Linked DNA regions of Bombyx mori: region 2 is linked to region 1. A link is a contact called in public Hi-C data. All regions are on one chromosome and are shown on one strand. The core of a region is the stretch at or near the end of the contact, and the rest is flanking DNA. Distances in the headings are between cores, read along the strand shown.

Evidence for each region. Hi-C and Micro-C count contacts between places; a contact is called where the count stands out from the background.
Region 2: a Hi-C map of middle silk gland shows a contact between it and region 1, with 2.2 times the contacts expected there. The contact joins the promoter of LOC101747032 here to the enhancer-like site in region 1. A contact is called at or near these places in 3 of 7 Hi-C or Micro-C datasets (middle silk gland, midgut and whole pupa).

Annotation. Positions count from the first base shown.
Region 1 is chr7:12,411,047-12,415,368 of ASM3026992v2, forward strand. LOC101747032 (regulator of G-protein signaling loco) reads right to left here. Exons shown (of 13, transcript XM_038012214.2): 9 at 3,923-4,102; 10 at 3,177-3,434; 11 at 2,529-2,630; 12 at 1,414-1,501; 13 at 1-811. The coding sequence ends at 681. Among protein-coding and RNA genes, the nearest start is that of LOC101743395, 8.4 kb to the left of the region's middle. Within about 2 kb of position 1,420, at least 4 of the 8 cell types and tissues checked have open chromatin away from gene starts, as enhancers often do.
Region 2 is chr7:12,515,928-12,520,648 of ASM3026992v2, forward strand. LOC101747032 (regulator of G-protein signaling loco) reads right to left here and starts at 2,058. Exons shown (of 13, transcript XM_038012214.2): 1 at 1,437-2,058. The coding sequence starts at 1,839. LOC101735377 (nucleolar complex protein 3 homolog) reads left to right here and starts at 3,180. Exons shown (of 13, transcript XM_038012071.2): 1 at 3,180-3,344; 2 at 3,424-3,707; 3 at 4,484-4,701. The coding sequence starts at 3,339.

The sequences.
Region 1 (4,322 bases), core at 170-2,669:
CTGTAAAATTTTCAAGAAGTCTAATTGAATAGATACGGTTCACAAAAACCACGAACATTAAAAGATTTGATAAACTAATGTTACTTTTCGTTTACAACTGCCGTATCCACCGCGAGCAATGAACTTCGTTATTTAAGGTATTTTAACCCTTAAATCGCGAATCGTCGATATATCGACTCTTTATTAATACGTATATAGTGCGAAGCGTCGGAATACCGACTATTCTTTTATCATTAAATAAATACAGTAATATTAAACAAATAATTTCATTTGAGTAGGTAGTTTGATTTGACACACAGCGTTAACTTGTACTTCGGTAGATATTTTATTTATCCCGAAACCCAGCGCGTAACAATATTCACATTTGCGACGAGACTATTATTGAACTGTCAAATATTGAATAGTTAATGAATCTTTGTGAGGCGCCTTTCTGTGGCTGCGGCGGTGCGATGTCCTCTGGTCACGAGTGACGATACTGTCCGGTCGGTCACGCGGGGACGCATGCCGACAACTTGTCCTCCATTAGAGGAACGCGTGTGGGACTAGCGGAGGTTGGGAGTAACTCGAGTGCTCCCCGGGGTGTCCTCCGTGACTAGCATCACAGCGGGCGGTCGACCCTGGCTCCAGCCGGTGGCGGGTCGCCCGTGCGTAATAGAATCCAAGAGTCGAGCGGTGTCCGTTCAGACGAGGGTGGGGGCTCTGTGAGCAGGCTTGGGGGGCAGGGGTGGGGGGCTGCGGGGGGCCAGGGGGGGATCATCCGGCTTGCTTTGTAACCTCTGCCGCTGCGTCTCTCTGAGGTTTTCCAAGAAATCTGAAATGTAATAACACTTTTAATGTCGTCGGTTAGACGATTGACATTTATTTCTGTAATTTTTATAAATGGTCATGAATTATGATAATTCAAGTCTTAACAGCATCAGTGATTATTTCCAGAACTTTCGATGTACGAAAATAAAGACTAGTTGTGACTGGGACCGACACGACAATGTTACTATCACGATCGAAAATATTTACTGAGGTTTTTTTAGCAGCACGCAATGTACTACAACTGTCTGCCAGCTGACAAGTCAACGACCCGAGTAGACTTCACTTTACATTGAGGCGTCACGAAATTTGAACTTATACTATTTGTTTTCCACTGATCCCAAGGTGATGTGTACGTTATTACAAGCGCCCAAGGACCATATTTGGACAGACCGCTTTGCTCGCTGGAACATCTCAACAATGGAGATGTGCCACGCGGGTAGTCTTACTATTCTGAATGGACCAGTGGAGTAGCGGTTCCGCAATCATTTTGAGGCTTTGATCTTGTCTGAAGATAAGTGACTTCTTTTATTATTGTCCATTGGATCCGGTGTATACTTATCATTAGGTGAGCGCGGGATAGACGAGTAAGAGCAGTGTTGCTAGTACCTGGCGGGTGGTGGTGCAGTGCGGCCCCGGGGCGCAGCGCCGCGCGCACCCGGCCTCCGCCCTCCCGGCCGCTGCAGGCGTCGGTGCTCTGTCGACAACAACACACTCACTCAACGACTCTGTCAGAATATCGACTTGGTATCAGTTACTTTGGGATCCAAATCGCCTCACAAGGCGCTCCACCACCGGTAAGGTCGTGTCGGTCGCGTGGGTAGATACCACCATCTGACGTGGGTTCTTTCTGCTGTAGTTACTTAATTTATTTATGTTGCTGTAGTTTCGTGCTTTTAGACAAGAACTAACTTGTCTTGAAAAGTGCCGGGAAGCCCGCATTCAAATCGTTTGAAATTAACCTGGTTAATCCCGGCGAATATAGTTTCGCGTATCGATTCCGCCCCTATAGTAGAATTATTTTGTCCGTGCAGTTTGGGTCGTAAAAAATCGGAGCGGTAAAGCGATTATTTCGCTCTCTCTTCCACTCACGGCCCTTATGGACGGGCATAGTGATGCGCATTATTGTTGTCGATAAGCATTATCGATAGTGTATTTAGTTTTGTCATTTTGTGGGATAAAAATGAAAGAAAAAATCGAACACTTACACCACACATCACCGCAGCAAGTTAACGAGAACGGCAGAAATTAACACTTTGTAACTTTTCGGGATCTATTCTCATTTCAGTGAAAAATTTTAACACATTGTTGATAATAACACGTGCTTGTGCTGATATATTTTTGCCAACAAGCAAAATATTTGAATAAATTCTGCCGTTTTGGTACAAAACAAAGGAGTAGCCATAGTGTCACTAAAGAAGTTCAGAGAGCGAATGCATAAAAACAGATTTCTCTTCGACATATGCACTATAATTTGCAGGTAATTACAAATTACTCATAATATAACAATGTCTCACCACCCTAAGTATACCGCCCCGCCGCCGTGTACCTGCCTTCGACGACCCATTTGTTTTTATCGATAATGGCGTTGCGCCCGCGCAACATGCTCCCCGCCCTAACCGGGCTATGTTTTATGACCCAAGCTGCACGGACAAAATAATCCTACTATAGTGAGTGTTCGCGAAAAACCTATGGTTTAAGAGGGGGTGGCACCCTGCCCGCACCTGGGTGTCGTCGTCCTGCAGGCGCGGCGCCGGGCCGCCCTGCTCCTCCTCCACGCCTGCCTCCTCCACCTCCACGATCTGCAGGCGAGCTCCGTCCAGATCCTGTGGACAGGTATTGCTTATATTGATGATGTACTGTAAAAATTGAGACTTTTTGGCGGGAACACGAGGAGTGAAGTTGTGTGATTTGTTTTATTTTGTCTATTTAGTGTTTCTTCAGTTTAAATGTGTAATAACGGCGGTTTATTAACTGTTTAATATCTGTGAAAGTGCATAAATGTGGAAAAATGAAACAAAGCCGCTGAACGTAACTTCTTGGGATCCTCCAAAAAGTCCACTAAAAAGTCTCAGTAAATTACCACCATTTTACTGATATTTAATCCCATATTATCTCATTTCATCCCAGTTAATCAAATTAATCATCTTCATTTCACTATCATTTTTCATAAAAATAAGAATATTATAATAATGACAATAAGACATGACTTAAAGGTCTTAGTTACCAGGTCATAAAATCCCTTAAAAAAATGTAAAAATGGAGACTTCAAACACGTGTGCGGGTAGGAGTATTTTCAAGTATTGAACCAGTTCATCGATGGTGAGCAATAAAAAAACTCTTGGGGCTGACATGCCGCCCACTAGTGTTACCTGCATGAGCGTGTCGGGGTGCACGGGGCGGCCGTCCAGCAGCACGGCGGCGGCGGGGGCGGGGGCGGGGGGCGCGCGGGGCAGGGCGCGGCGCAGCAGGGGCGGCAGGGCGTGCGCCAGGGTGCGGGAGGGCGGGCAGCGCAGCGCGAGCGTGCGCCCCCCCGCGCGCACCCACACGCAGCACCGCCGCTCCACGCGCGCCGCCGCGCCGCCCACGCACACGGACGGCGCCGAGCGGTCCACGGGCCGCACCGCGTCCTGTCGACGAGGGCCGATGCAATCAATGCACGAGCTGGGCTTCAGGAGTCATGCGTGACGGGAACTTGGACACACACAACGGAAGATCAGTACTCAACGTCGATAGAGAATATAGATAGAGAATAGACGTCCTTGTCCAACGAAAACGGCTTCTACACATCATTTCAAGTACGATATTCAGTTAATATTGATAATAAAATATCCCACTAAAATGGTTGGAATTTGCTGAGACTTCACTTATTTTCTAAAAGACGCTAAGGAACCAGGTCTTGCTAATTTGTTTCACTTCTCTCGCGCACTGTCTGCCTTATGACCCGTAAGGGACCCGGGAGTCGTTGGATCGGTAAGGTTTATAAGGGCCTGCTTCATACTAAACATTATAGGTTCAAAGTCTTACACCACTATTCCAAACTGACGTATATTCACGAGTGACCCGGAGTCGCGGCCCAAATAATGGACAAAAAACTCGCAAAATATAATCCTCTTACCTGATCTTCAACGAACACATCGTAGTTGGGACAGAGCAGGTTCCTCTTTTGCAGCAGCCTGTCCACGATCCTGCCCACGGAGACGTCTGGGTCCACGGGCACCACCGAGGTGGCCCCGTCTGGGAGGATCACGCGGCACAACGAGCTTTGGCTCACGGCTGGTTGGTTGGACCTCACCGCCTGGAATATAAATAAGGTACTGCTGGAGCGGAAATAGGGCTTCAGTCGCTGGGCTGAGGACTGTCAAGAACATTCCGCCAGTCCGACAGTCCGCCTGGTATTACGTGGTTACTGGAACTCATAGACAGTATGCGAATGCCACCCGCCTTGAGACATAAGGTTTTTCATTGCCCTTGTAGGCAGACAGGCATACAACCCGCCTAATGGTGAGAGGTTACCG
Region 2 (4,721 bases), core at 808-3,307, 110 kb after region 1:
TAATGAATATTTAAAGTGCTTTAGCCAGATTCAGCTTTTCTACTCCAGAGTTTTTTGTATTTAACATTGTTATAGACACTTCATTTCTCATCCCCAGTGATGACAAACTTAAAAAGTGAATGATTCTCTTGGTGTCTGAGAAGCATATCTCAGACTTCAAGACAAGTACATTATTTTTTTTCATAGGAATTTAAGGAGCCCATATGTCGAGCTCCAAATGATAACAAATAGTTGAATTTGATAAATTTTATGTCTCTGTGTTCTCATAAGTTATTTGTATCAATTAATGACTTTATTATCTTCTTCAGACTTCAGCTTTGCTGAATATGTTGCATCTCCAAGATCAAAATTGTCGAGTGGAAAATTTTACAGACCACTTTAACTCAATACTTACTACACAAAACTGATTTGACTGAAATTTATTCATTAAGTCCATTAATTTTTTCATATAGAAAATCATAAGTATGCATTTTATTTTAAAACCTGCCTGCCTTCGGGATTTGAACACCAGCATAGATATACAGCTTAAAACAATTACACCGGACTTTTATTTTTTAGGTCACTGGTTCTCTTAGGTGCTGCAATTTTGTTTACTGTTTAATTAATAGAAGTGTACATTTTTCTCATAAAAAGTATTCTTATTATAGCATATTGTAATTAATCCCTTAATAAACATACTTTTTATAGTACGTGTCATTTTTTTACATCAAAAATTATATCATTAACATTATATCTCTCTTTATTCTTTATTGTACACACAGTTAATATTACAGTAAGTAATTGCGTAAGATATAAAAAATGGCGAGCTTAACAACAATTGAGTTTTCTACCAGCTAACCGTTCTTAACGAAGGAATGCTTTGAATGAGTGGGTAGAAGAATACAATCTAATCAATTTACAATCTAAACAAGAACAATAATGAAAATAAAAAAAATAAAACACTAATACATAATATATTAGACTACATATATACACATACACACATAAATAACGTAAACATATACATACACGTACATAATATATAATGAAATACTTAAAATAAATACATATAAGTAATACTAAATTGATAGATAGTGCTCCTTATAATGTTCGTTTTAAAGTTAATATAAGCCAAGTGTTAAGATTGAAATAAAGGTGCCAGGATAAAAAAGTTTGTGAATCAGTGTTTTAGGTCACAATCGATTTGAAGTTTATTCTTTTACATTAAAGCATAACTTTCAGTACATTACAAGCCGGTGTATCTAGTAGTGGGCTTATAGCACCTTACACTACACACCCATAATCACTGAACATAAATATAGGAAATCTAGGCAAAATAGAGGAAATACAATTAACAGAAAAATTAAATTTCTTGTAACCTCCACATACATTCATTCATATGAAATGACACTAAGCATTATTTTGATTAATTTTAAATCTCTTAATTTGATCTATACCTGGCAGATGCATCACTGGCTGAGGCCTGCGTCGTGGAGGTGGGTGTCTCCTTCTAGTTCTAGCTCGTTCGTCAGGCTCTGTATCCTCAGTATCAGTAGGCGGTGCCTCACGAGGAGACACACTTAGTGAAATAGCAGCAGGGGCAGAAGCAACCATACGGGCCACGGATGCGTGAGGAGCGCGTGCCACACTGGCGCCGTCCACAGTTAGCAATGCGTCTCCGGCCCGCAAACCAGCTCGCTCAGCTGGGCCACCCGCTGCTACCGCAGACACTACACATGGCCTCTGTCCAGCAATCGTAAATCCAAATCCGCCGGGTCCTCGAGCCACTACTAGTTTGCGCTCCGCCGTTCGAACTAAAGCCGCTCGACGTCGTCTTCTCCTCTGTTGTTGAGGAACCATCACGACCACGGACTGAATTCCAATTTCGGATGATTAGAACTCGTGTTTCTTGTTTTCATGAATTAAAAACAAAAGTATGATTGAAATGCAAGCACTTTATATGAATAATTTTCTATTTACATTACAGTTTAGAATTCTATCGAATATTTAAAAAGTTGTAAAACTAGATTTTATAAGTTTCAAACTGTCAACTGACATTTAGAAAGTTTTGTCCTCGTTCATAAACTGCATTGTCTCATTTTAATCCATAAGCTATGCACCTGCATTCACTTCTTTAATTTAAAATTTCTTGAACATAAGTACATTTTTTGTTTTAGCACTGAATGGCTTCGTAAAATAAAGTAAAATATTGTTTTTGATATACTTATATCAGCTTGAGTCAGCTTGACCCATATCGTGTATATATAATTCTATCTGTGGAACAGAGTCGTTCAACATGGTTTCAAGACGTGCAATTAAATTAATAATATGTACATTGTACGGTATACGTATCAAGGATCGATAGCAGTACAATGTTCCTTAATTTGGTCAAATATTCTGACCAGTATCATCGATATAGGATGCTGTCATTAAAATTGTCTACCATTTTCTCATACCCAAAAACATTACCTACTTATTGTGTTGGTGGTATCTTTTTCCAACACCTACCTATAGAGGTAATCGTTCGGAAATTAATAATTTTATTTATTTATTTAATTATGTACACACAAAAAAGAAGTCATAGTACAGAGTAATAAGAAAATTATGTACAAAGGCACTGCTTATTTCTTTAAAAAATCTCTTGCAGACCTGCGAGAGGATTATGAGAATAATAATTAAAAGTGATGAGTGTGTGTAGAACAGCTAAAATAACAAATACAACATGAGAATTATAGTAATGCACATACACATAGCAAATATTGTTAAACTTGAATACAAAATATTATAAGTAACAATAAATACGAAGAGTATAGAACAATGACCATTCGGTTGATGAGAGATAAAATTGTTTGACCTTCTATTTAAAAACAGAAACAGTGTACTTGTACTTTTACTGTAACCGTAAAGCTTAAATGTTTAATAACGATGGTTTATTAATTGTTTAGTATTGTGAAAGTGCACAAATGTGGAAAAATAAAACAAAGCCGCTGGACGTAGCTTTTCGAAACCTTCCAAAAAGTCTCAGTAAGTAACCAGCATTTTACTGAGATTATATTTCATCCTATATCATCTCATCTCACTTCATTTCACTTAGTTTCATGCCAATTGATTAATGTTTTAAATTAATCCACTTCAAAAAGGAATATAAAAGGTTAGGCTGTATAGTATGATACCTTTGCCTTTTTAGTTATAAAAATAGAACTACTGTCAATTTCGGCAAAATCAAGAACACGCTGCGCCACTACGGTACCATTGTTTATTTGGAATTCTTAAAGAGTCGATTAAATTAAATCAGAATTTATTAAAATTCATTACTTATTATTTATTGGATTCAAAAACGCTCATCAAAAGTTTAAAAAATGGCTGTAAGTAGTATGAGTTACGATATAAATCGCTTTATGGACTCAAATATGTTCTAACCAAATTCGAAAATTGGACTTACAGAAAAAAGGTAAAATCAAAATAAGTAAAGTCAAGAGAAACAATCACACCACTAACAAGATGAGAAAACAAGGTCAACTCAAGCTCCAAAGGCATAGAACAAAGGTGCAAAAACAGAACCATCCCCAATCTAAACCTCAAGCGGATTACAGCAGCGAGAGTGAGTCGTCTAGCGAGGAGTGGGCTGATATGCTCGACGAGGGCGAGCAGCAGTACATCTTGAACAGGCTTTCCAAACAGCCACAGCTTTTGTCTAACATTCCAGATACGGAAGAACAAAAAACCAAGTGTGTGCTTTTTTTTATATTTGCAAGATTCCATATTAAAATCAACTTACACTTAGTGCTTACTTTTCATGTTGGGCTAATGACCCTCGAATGATTCAGTTAAGTTTTAAAAATAATAGTTGACAGCCCTGAATAAAATTGGTATGTCTAACTATGGATCAGAATTGACATGAATGTGATTTCCATTCCTCAAGGTATTATCTCACGTATCCTTGGCAGTAATATCTTATCACTGGTTCCCTAGTTCCAGAACTAGATGTCTTGGGTTTATTTTCTCGAAATGCTGTCCTAGAATTTATGAAAACTGTGCTTGGAGATGAGTAGTAGCATGTCCTTTACGATATAAAATATCCTACGTCTTGAAGTTTCGGGAAAGGCAGCGGCTTGGCTCTGCCCCTGGCATTGCTGACGTCCATGAGCGACGGTAACCACTCACCATCAGGTGGGCCGTATGCTCGTCTGCCTATACGGCAATAAAAAAAAAATGGTTAGCTCAACCCCTAAAATCTTAGATAAGTAGAAGGGCATTTTGAAATTCCCAGAAATGACAACCACAATGTGGCTTGCAACTCACACATAATGGCAAACCATTTTGTTGAACCACTGATGGTGTTTCGAAATGACCATTTTTGTTTTGATGGAATCGGTTTTTCTTTAAGACAAATGAAAGGACATATTCATGTTTCTTAAAATTTCTTAATAACCAGTATGTCCATTTGAAATTGGTTTCTCGTTATAATGAACAAACAAAAGGTCATCACTGTAATAAATTTTAGATCCCGGAAAAGAGTAAAGGTTGATAAAGAACGTCCAATGAAATTAAAACGGGTAATGCCGAGTAGTGACAGTGGTGCTGAGACTGACGAGGAATCAGGAAGTGAGCTGGAAGAGAAATACGAACAAGAGCTAGCCGAAAGACCTGCCAAAAGAATGAAATCCTTACTCCCTATCAAAACTAAAGAAGGAATAACAGAAAGAACTGAAGAGTGTGAAGGTACAGTATTTAATTCTTAT